2 separate regions of the Ovis aries genome follow, and region 2 is linked to region 1. Evidence: chromatin contacts called from public Hi-C data. All regions are on one chromosome and are shown on one strand. Each heading gives the region's core, a stretch centred on a gene start, on an enhancer-like site or on the middle of the called end of the contact. The rest is flanking DNA. Distances are from core to core; before and after follow the strand shown.

The links. A called contact is a pair of places that touch in the nucleus more often than the background predicts.
Region 2: a Hi-C map of hypothalamus shows a contact between it and region 1, with 2.2 times the contacts expected there. The contact joins the promoter of IST1 here to the promoter of DHX38 in region 1. A contact is called at or near these places in 4 of 16 Hi-C or Micro-C datasets (hypothalamus, liver, mixed tissues and 1 more).

Annotation. Positions count from the first base shown.
Region 1 is chr14:38,546,493-38,551,154 of ARS-UI_Ramb_v3.0, forward strand. It overlaps DHX38 (DEAH-box helicase 38), which reads right to left and starts at 2,487. Exons shown (of 27, transcript XM_027978135.2): 1 at 2,271-2,487; 2 at 1-231. The coding sequence starts at 213. TXNL4B (thioredoxin like 4B) reads left to right here and starts at 2,769. Exons shown (of 5, transcript XM_042231880.2): 1 at 2,769-2,954.
Region 2 is chr14:38,724,854-38,729,515 of ARS-UI_Ramb_v3.0, forward strand. It overlaps IST1 (IST1 factor associated with ESCRT-III), which reads right to left and starts at 2,462. Exons shown (of 10, transcript XM_060398472.1): 1 at 1,659-2,462.

The sequences.
Region 1 (4,662 bases), core at 1,237-3,736:
CTTGTCCTCGCCATCATCCTTCTCCTCTCTCTCCTTCCTCTTCAAGGAAGCCAACAAGTCCAGTCCCAGCAATGAAGGGCGGGGTGCAGGGGCCTTGAAGACATGCTGCTCACTAGCTGCACTTTTGGTCTTAAAAATAAGGCCGCCAACCTGAGAGTCCACGTCAGTGCCTTCCAACCGATGGAGTGAGGCATCCTCGCTGCTGTCCTCCATGACAGGCTCCAGGATCCCCTGCAAGGAAAACAAACCACTTGCTATCAGACGTAAGAAGGGAAAGACTTGGCTCCACTACATCCCAAAATAACTGTGAATATATGAATATCAGGGGTGGGGGGGCTGACCTCCCTCTCAAGACCTGAATTCCTTTAGTTACCTCTTCGCAAGACTTCCATCAACTCATTGACAGTCTTAATCTTAAAAGATCTTTCTATTTCCACCCAACACACATCAGAAATAGATAAACACATACACATACACACCCCAAGATCCAAGAGGGTATCATTCAGACAAGAACACTAAGGAGCACTTACTAGAGCAGGATGGCATCTATAAAGGGAGTGTAGGGGAAACACTAGATCTGAAGTCAGAAATCTCAGTTAGAACCCTCTCAACATTTTCTACCTATATGATCATAAGCAAATAGATATTAATCTTAATCTTTGGTTAGGCATAATTTCTATACCTGAAAAATGGAAGTACTTTTTGCTCTCTTAAATCCATGAAGTTACTGTGAGTATCAAACAAGAAAAGTATATGTGAAAGCACTCACTCTGTAACCACAGTTACATAGACGTCATTGTTACATTATTTCATTTGCTGTGCTCTCGGGTACTGATTGGGTTCCTCACCATTTTTTACCCAAGTTCTTCCTACTCTCTACTCCTTTAAACTACAGATACAGTACAGTTGCTGACATATAAGGCTACCATCCACGTGATCCATTCTTAAATGAGTTTTCTGGGCCAGTTTTGTTTTGTAGAGAAGAATTACCTCACAGCAGTCGAAATCTGTTTAACAACAATTCAAGTTCACCAAAAAAAATTGGATGAGAATCACCAGGCTAGGAAATGGTGTTTCTGAAAAGTATTTAGGTGACTGTAAGATTTCCTGGCACTCAGCTCATAACAAATTCCTCTTTACCTCCCACTACACACCATCTGCTTATAAACATAACCCATTTTGTGCTTGAATAATTTCCCTCATTCCAACAAGTCATTAAAGCAAAGAACTATCAAGAGAACCACCAGAAGCCAAAATGCTTTACACAGCTCTAATTAACATGCACATTTCTATAGAAAAATATAGCCTAACAGACTGAACACACAATATAGCCAAACAGACTGGACACAGAAACAAGAGCTGCATTTTGGAAAATGCCAACACAGAGAAGAGAAATGGAAAAGCTAACTTTTAGTGACATTTGTACTCATGGGACGGAATCTTCGCGGGAAGGTAAGATATACATGCTCTGCTCAGATGTCTGAACTAGAAAATATACCCCTAGAACGTCCTTTTATGCAGGAGAACTTTGTCTTGTTGACTGCATTGCCCGGTGCCTAGCAAAATAAACATTTGAGGAATAAATAATTTTAAACTGATTAAAGGAAACAGGGAGCCAGAAATCTCTAGAGACAGCAAAGAAAGGTGCCAAGCAGCACAGGAAAAAGAATCTGACAAACAGGACAACTAGTGGCTGAGAAAAACAAGAAGTTTAAATGTTGTCTTCTGAAAAAGGATTAGTGGCAAAGAAGCCACAGAGGCACAAGAAAAATAATGAAGAAAGAAACTGTATACATTCATTCAACAATTACCGAGGGCCTTCAGTGAGCCAATCGCTTGTTCTGGGCATTAGAGATAAGAGACCAAAACAAAAATCCCGATCTTTTTGGAGTTGACATTTTATTAAAAGATATCGCCTGGAAGAGATACCACTGTGACAGACAAAAAGAAAACGAAAAGAGCCCTTCTGGGCTCGGTGTCTCTCTGGGAGTGGGCTAACGAGAAGGTCTAAGGACGTGGGCGGGGTGACTCCCGGCAGCATCCCTGGACCTCTGGGAGGCCGCGTTAGTGTGCACGATCTTACATGATCAAGGAGAAAGGCCGGGGCCGGCAGAACCCGCGCAGCATTCCTACAGTGAGTAAGGCAAGTTAGATGACAGGGACAAGACTTTACAAGCCCGGGCCCGAACTTGAGCGAAAGGCCGAGATTCGCCTCTTGGAGCTGCCAAGGCTGGCGAAGAAAAGGTCGGAAAGGAAAAAGGGACACTCACCTCACCAAGCCTGACTCTCGGAACCTGCTGTCCGGGATTCTGGGGCGCTAGCGCCGCCAACTCCTCGCTCAGACCGCTGTGAGAGCCAAAATCAACTACATGAAAGCGGCCATTATTGTCCCATAATACTTTACGCGGCTCCTTCTATCCATCCAAGGATACCATCGAGAGCAGCCCAGAAAACGCCTGTTCCCGGTGCGACACAGAACGCGACCGCGCATGCGAGACTAGACTGTCTTTCTCTGGGGCTCTGATCACAGTCACTTCCGAGTCCCCTGGCGACCAATCATGCTTAGTGTAAGAGGCGAGGCCCCGCCTGTAAGTGGGGCGTGGGAGGGAGAAGCAAAGAGACCTGTCAGGTTTAATGAGGGCGGGGGTGACCCTAGGGCTTCCGGTCAGAGCAGGGTAGGTGGGCGTGACTAGAATAGCTTCTTCTGCTGATTGGGTTATTGAGAGCTGAACGCGCGTTCATCACTGCGCCTGGGCGTTTTCGTTTTCAGTTTCCGTCCGCTCTGGTGGTCGGCAGAGGGTTGCTAGGCAACGGCTCCAGGTTACTTTGAATTGGGGTCGCCGCCACGGTTGGGGCAGGGGAAAAAAAGCCTTCTGAGTAGGCTTTTTCGAGAAAGGGTCGGGGTTGTCCACAACCCTGAAGTGGAAGAGAAGGAGGTGACGTGTACAGTTAAAGTAAGTATCGTTTTCCCCAGTAGTTGTGGGCCAGAAGTAGCCCAACCACAGGCGTCATTAAAAATATATATGTCGGATATTTGGGGGAAATAAAGACGCGCGCCTACAGTGTAAGTAAAAATCACTCGTCTGTTCACACGCAGAGATAATCTCTGACGGAGTTGAAAGTGAAAGTCGCTTAGTCGTGTCCGACTCTTTGTGACCCCATGGACCCTACAGTCCGTGGAATTCTCCAGGCCAGAATACTGGAGTGGTTAGCCTTTCCCTTCTCCAAGGGATCTTCCCAACCCAGGGATGAAACCCAGGTCTCCTGCACTGCAGGCGGATTCTTTACTAGCTGAGCCACCAGGGAAGCCAAGAATACTGGAATGGGTAACTTATCCCTTCTCCAGAGGATCTTCCCAACCCAGGAATCGAACTGGGGTCTCCTGCATTGCAGGCGGAGTCTTTACCAACTGAACTATCAGGGAAGCCCTGGCATTTTCATTTTTATTTATTTTTCTATGTGAATATTTATGCATTATAGTTAGGTTTTTGTACAAAAGTGGGAGCACACTTTATATACTACAGTTTTATAAAAAAATTTTTTCTTTATCGTGAGGGTTTTTCAATTATTCGTCTCTAACCCAGTATATAATGATACTGTGCTAGTACATCACTGGGCTATACTATCATTTATTCCCTCTGTCCATTACTGATGACTGTTTAGGTTTTTTCCAGTTTTCCACACTTATAAATGGTACACAAATCTTTGTGCACGTCTATTTATTTACTAGGGATTCTCAGAAGTGGAATTGTTGGTCGAAGAGTATTTCAGATTTCTTTTCTAGAAAAGTTTCATTTCTCTACCTTCCATCAGGTATTAAATGCCTGCCAGTTCACTCACACTCTTGCTGTTTTTCTTTTTTAATCTTTGCCAAATGAATGACTTTTAAAGATATATCTTTTAATTTGCTTTCCTTTGCTTACAGGTAAAGCTTAACTTTCCAAATATATCTGTCCATTTTTACCTCCTCTTTTGTCAGTTCTCTATTGGTATTCTTTGCTGTGGACATTTTGTTAGGCATGGTCTCTCCCCATGCCTAAAGAGAAATTTCCCTCTCCCCCTTCCAACTTTTATCCAGTCCCACTCTCTCACATGCTTACCTCCACACTCCCTGTTGACTGCTTCCTCCTCTCTTAACAATACAGAAGTTGCTGGTCATTTGATTTCTAGTGGTGGGACAAATCCATCTTCTCTGACTTTCCCTTTCAACAGTAATTTGTTCTGCCACTCCTATTTGACGAAAGCCCCTTTTGGCAATCTTCTTTCCTATTTAAAGTATGACCTATTACTGGGACAATCTCCTATCCTATATGAATTTTATCTTAAAATGTGACTTGCCACTGAAAAAGAGAGAATGAAATCGTCCCTTTTCATAGCATTCAGTCCCCTGGGACTGAATTCAAAATATCAAGTATCTCAATGGAGTCTCTTGTGGATCAGAAATAGAGCTCCTTGATCAAAGAGTATTCTTGATCATAAAAATAGGACTTATTGTAGTAAATAAGTTGGGCTTCCCTTGTGGCCCTGGTAAAGAATCGCCAGCAGTGTGGAAGACCTGGGATCCATTCCTGGGTTGGGATGATCCCCTGGACAAGGGAAAGGTTACCCACTCCAGTATTCTGGCCTGGAGAATTCCATGGACTAGTCCATGGGGTCGCAAAA
Region 2 (4,662 bases), core at 1,212-3,711, 180 kb after region 1:
TATTTGAAATGTATTACTTATCCTGAATACTTCTTTCTTATAAGTGATATGAGCAGATTCAGGTATGATTTAGGCATTGCAGGTATGAATAAGTGACATAAAAGTACAAACAAGCTAGAAGACATTTCCACAATAATACAGCCCAATTCTTAAACCCATTTCATGTACAGAAACATCGTTTACTGTATTTTCAAATTGTACTAAAATCAGTGACCAAACTAACCAAGACTGAAAATTTAATAAAAGACCACAAAACCAGCAGTATCATGTATAACTCACAAGAAAAGTACAGACTTCAGAATTCAGAGACCATCAAGATTTTCCAGAAGGAGCTATAAATATTGAAATTCATAAGACATTATGACAGTACCTTTATCTTTTCAATAAAAGTAATATAAAAAGCAATACAAAAAATTTGTTGGGCATACATTCACAAAGAGTTTCTCTTAAGGCATATTTTTACAAAGTTGTAATCATGGACTCCAATCACTAGTGAATTCTTTTATCACTTAACATCCTATCTGCTACAGTCTTTAGTATTATACTTTAATGGCTGCCTAATACTGCACTGAGTAGCCATTTTTAATAATTTCCCAATCTTTTTTATATTTACCATATAAAATAATGAAGTTAGTATTCATGTGTATACTACTTTTTCTGTATTTTAAATTATCTCATTAGACTACACTCTCTTCTAGTTCTATTTTTAAATCAGGATAGACTTTGTGTCAATTGGGACTTAATTGTGATTTTACAGGAAAAGTGAAAAGTCTCTCAGTTGTGTCTGACTCTCTGCAACCCCACGGACCATACAGTCATGGAAATCTCCAGGCCAGAATACTGGAGTGGGTAGCCTTTCCCTTCTCCAGGGATCTTCCCAACCCAGTGATCGAATCCAGGTCTCCCACATCACAGGTGGATTCTTCACCAGCTGAGCCACTAGGGAAGCCCAAGAAAACTTGAGTGGGTAGCCTATCCCTTCTCCAGCACATCTTCTGACCCAGGAATCGAAGTGGGGTCTCCTGAATTGCAGGAGGATCCTTTACCAGCTGAGTTACCAGGGAAATGATTTTAAAGGAATGAAAGCTTAAATTAAGTAGATTATATAGAGCTGGGGATTCTGGGGCTCCCAATCATTGAAATTCCAGAGGCAAAGGAAGACAGGAAGAATGACAACAATCTGGACAGAACAGTAACATTACTTTAAAAATGAGAAGACTTAGGAAACTGGGTGACTTTAAAATATAATACTAACATTAAGGTTTCAAAACAATCTTTTATCGTCGAATAAAAGGATATTACTAAGTATTCCTATCCCAGAAGATGGGGTTCTGAGAAAGCTGTAAAAACAAAATTTCCGGTGGAAGTTTCTCCTAAGTACAGGAGTCAAAAAAGCTACTACTTGCGAGGGGCGGGGGTTGGTGGGCCGACGACGACACATATATTAACTATTACTTTATTAAATGAATACATAATGGGGGTATAAACGAAACAAGATTAGCAAGAAAATAATCGTTGATGAAAATGGGTGCTTTAAATTTTCATAATAAAAAGTTTAAAAAAATCATGAATACGCTAGCATAATAGAAAAACTATGACCAGCTCTTAATTTCAGTTTTACTACTACAATGAGTGAAAGTGACTCTCTTTCCTATTACCTAATTATTAAACGGGCGCTCTTGGGTCCCGATCCTTGTAAAACTTGATGCAGGTAGAGATTCCAGTCCTCTCACCTGCAGCACCGCGGAAAGGGAGCAATGAGAACTGAAAGAGAAGGGGCGCAAGGACAAGACACAGGCTCCTCAAAAGACCGCTCATCACACAAGAAGGGGTCCGCGAAAGGGGTCAAAGGTCGCGTTTTGCTTCCGCTAAAGAAAAAGGCAATTTCGCCCAGAGCCCCCAGGTACTTTCCCTGGAGGCCGCGCCGCCCAGGGGAGGCTGCCCGGCTCGGACGCGGACTCCCTCGGGCACCAGGGACACAACCGAACCGAAGTCTCTCTGGGCCAGAAGAGATGGGGTGAGGGCAGCGGCCGAGAGCGCCGGCCTGGCCCTGTCCGCGCCGGGTGCCAAAGCCCAGGCCGCGACACTTCCACCCCGGAGTAGAGACGGCTCGAAGCAGGGAGGACAAGAAAGTTTGGCGGTGTCATACATCCACGACTAGCGGTCTCCGAGCTGCTCGAGGCCCTGCCACGCCCCCGAGCCCGGCCTTCGGCGGCCTTCCGCGTCGCAGCCCCTCCGGCCCGACCTCCGGCCTGACCCAGGATCATTGTTTCTCCTCACCTGCCACCTCAGAATCGTCCAAATCCCTGGCTAGGGACTTATAAATCCGGGGCGCAGTGTGGGGAAGAAAACAAAGACGCTCGACCCTGAAAAAGCCCACTCACCTGGCCAAATCCGGACGTGAAAACGGCAGAGACGCACTTAGGAACCAAGACTCAGCATCCAAGATGGCGACTCCCTCTGCCTCAGCACAGCGAGCACGGGCGGAGGAATCCGCGGGACAGAGTTAGCCACGCCCTCTTTCCAGGGATTGGCTGCGCGCCCGCCGCTCCTGGGACTCATGCCCTGAGGGCCTCAGGGCTCCCCTGCCCAGATTCCTTCGGAGCCGGCGCAGCCGGGGACTACTTCCCGCGGCGGAGGCACGGAAGGAGGGAGCAGACTTGTCACGCCTGCAGAATCACCTGCTGGGGCGTGCCCTGGGTTTCGCAGGTTACTCCCTGGGCGCGGGGAGGCTGGCAGCTGAGGCTTGTTTTCCGAGTCCGCGCCCAGTGCCTTGTTCAGGATTTTTCCAGTCCGTGGAAAAACCGGCTTCAGCACGGCCTTCCAAACATCTGGAGTTAGTCTGCTCTTGTCCCGCGCTCGACTTCAGTCGCCACGGGGACTTTCCTCCTGCGTCTCGGTTCATTTCGTCAAATTACCTGCTAAGCAGGTTTCCACTCTTCTCTGGCAGCTGACGACTCTTTTTCCGGCTCTTCGCCCTCCTTCCTTAGTCGTCCACCCTCTCGCTTACCCACTCTGATACTCCTGACCCGCTTTTTTAAACCAAGTCTGATTGCTCTTTCAAACAGAATACCGATAGTTTTTTAAGTAAGATGTTTCCTCTCACCAGCACATTCTCTGGAAATTTACCTTATCTCTGTATTCAGAGAAAACTTTTTCTTTTAGTTATCTTTGTGCTTAACTTGAAAACTATTCTGATTGACGTTAGAAGGGGTTTCCTAAGCCCTTGGCTTCTAGAAGGAGGTAATCCTGCCCCCTGCTGTACTGGGTGCATCTACCAAGACCAAAATTGTGGTTTGCTAAATTGTGATGAGGTAATCTGACAAAGATGGAACCAAGAGTAACTATATGAGGTTTATATGAATTTATAAGTAATGTGTCTCTCTAACTACTTCTAGTATTTCTAAATTAGAAGCAGCTTTCAGAACCTCAGTATACAGTGCGTGGTTCCTTTAAAATGTATGGATTTTTGTTGTTGGTAAATACATGCATATAAGAATTATTCTGCAGTAAAGCAAAAGCGTCTAAAAAAAAAGTGAGCAAACTGCTTGGATCTAAACAGGCTTAGAAACACAGCAACCACATGTCACATGGACCTTGTTTAGATAGCCTGAAACCAATTTATAGTCTTTTATGGGCTTCCCTGGTGGCTCAGACGGTAAAAGAATCTGCCTGCAATGCAGGAGACATGGGTTAGATCCCTAGGTTGGGAGTTGGGAAACCCACTGCAGAAAAGTCTGGCAGGCTATAGTCCATGGACTCGCAAAGAGTCAAGACTGCCGGATTCCAGTTATTTGAGGAATTTAAAGAGGTCGGCTCAAGACAGAAGGCAGAATGGTGTGGAAAGGGAGAGTGGGGAGTTACTGTTTAATGAGTACAGAATTTCAGTTTGGAATGATGAAACCGTTCTGGTGACGGATGGTGGTGATGGTTACAGAACCGTGAATGTACTTAATGCCACTTTACTGTACAACTAAAACTTTTAAAATGGTAGCTTTTATGTGCATTTTACCACAATAAAAAATATTCATTGTAAAAATTTTCAAATGACGTCTGTGTCATGCTGCTGCTGCTGCTGCTAAGTCGCTTCCGTTGTGTCCGACTCTGTGCGACCCACCCCATAGACAGCAGCCCACCAGGCTCTTCCATCCATGGGATTTTCCAGGCAAGAGTACTGGAGTGGGTTGCCATTGCCTTCTCCGCTGTGTCATGGGAGAGAATTAAGTAATATACTAGTGCATTAAATGGAAAATGTGGCACCTGCAAGAAAACTGCCTTTACAGAAAGAGGGCTAAGAGATACAATAACCAAATGAAATGCATAAAATTCAATTGGATCCAGATTAGGAAAAAAAATACATATTTGGGAGAACAACTTGGGAAATTTGAATATGTACTAGATATCAGATATTATGGAATTATTGTTAATTTTCCTTGGTATAATCATGACACTGAGTGGAGAATGCCCTTATTCTTAGAAGATGCCTGCTGAACTGTGTAGAACTGATGGATCATGGTGTCGACAACTTAACTTTTATATAGTTGAGAAAACAGGAAGTGTGTGTGCACAACTAGGCTATTATATGTCTTAATGGGAATTGTTAGGTTTCCCCCAGAAACTACCAGACTAAGCTAAGATCTCAGCAATAAGTATATATATAAA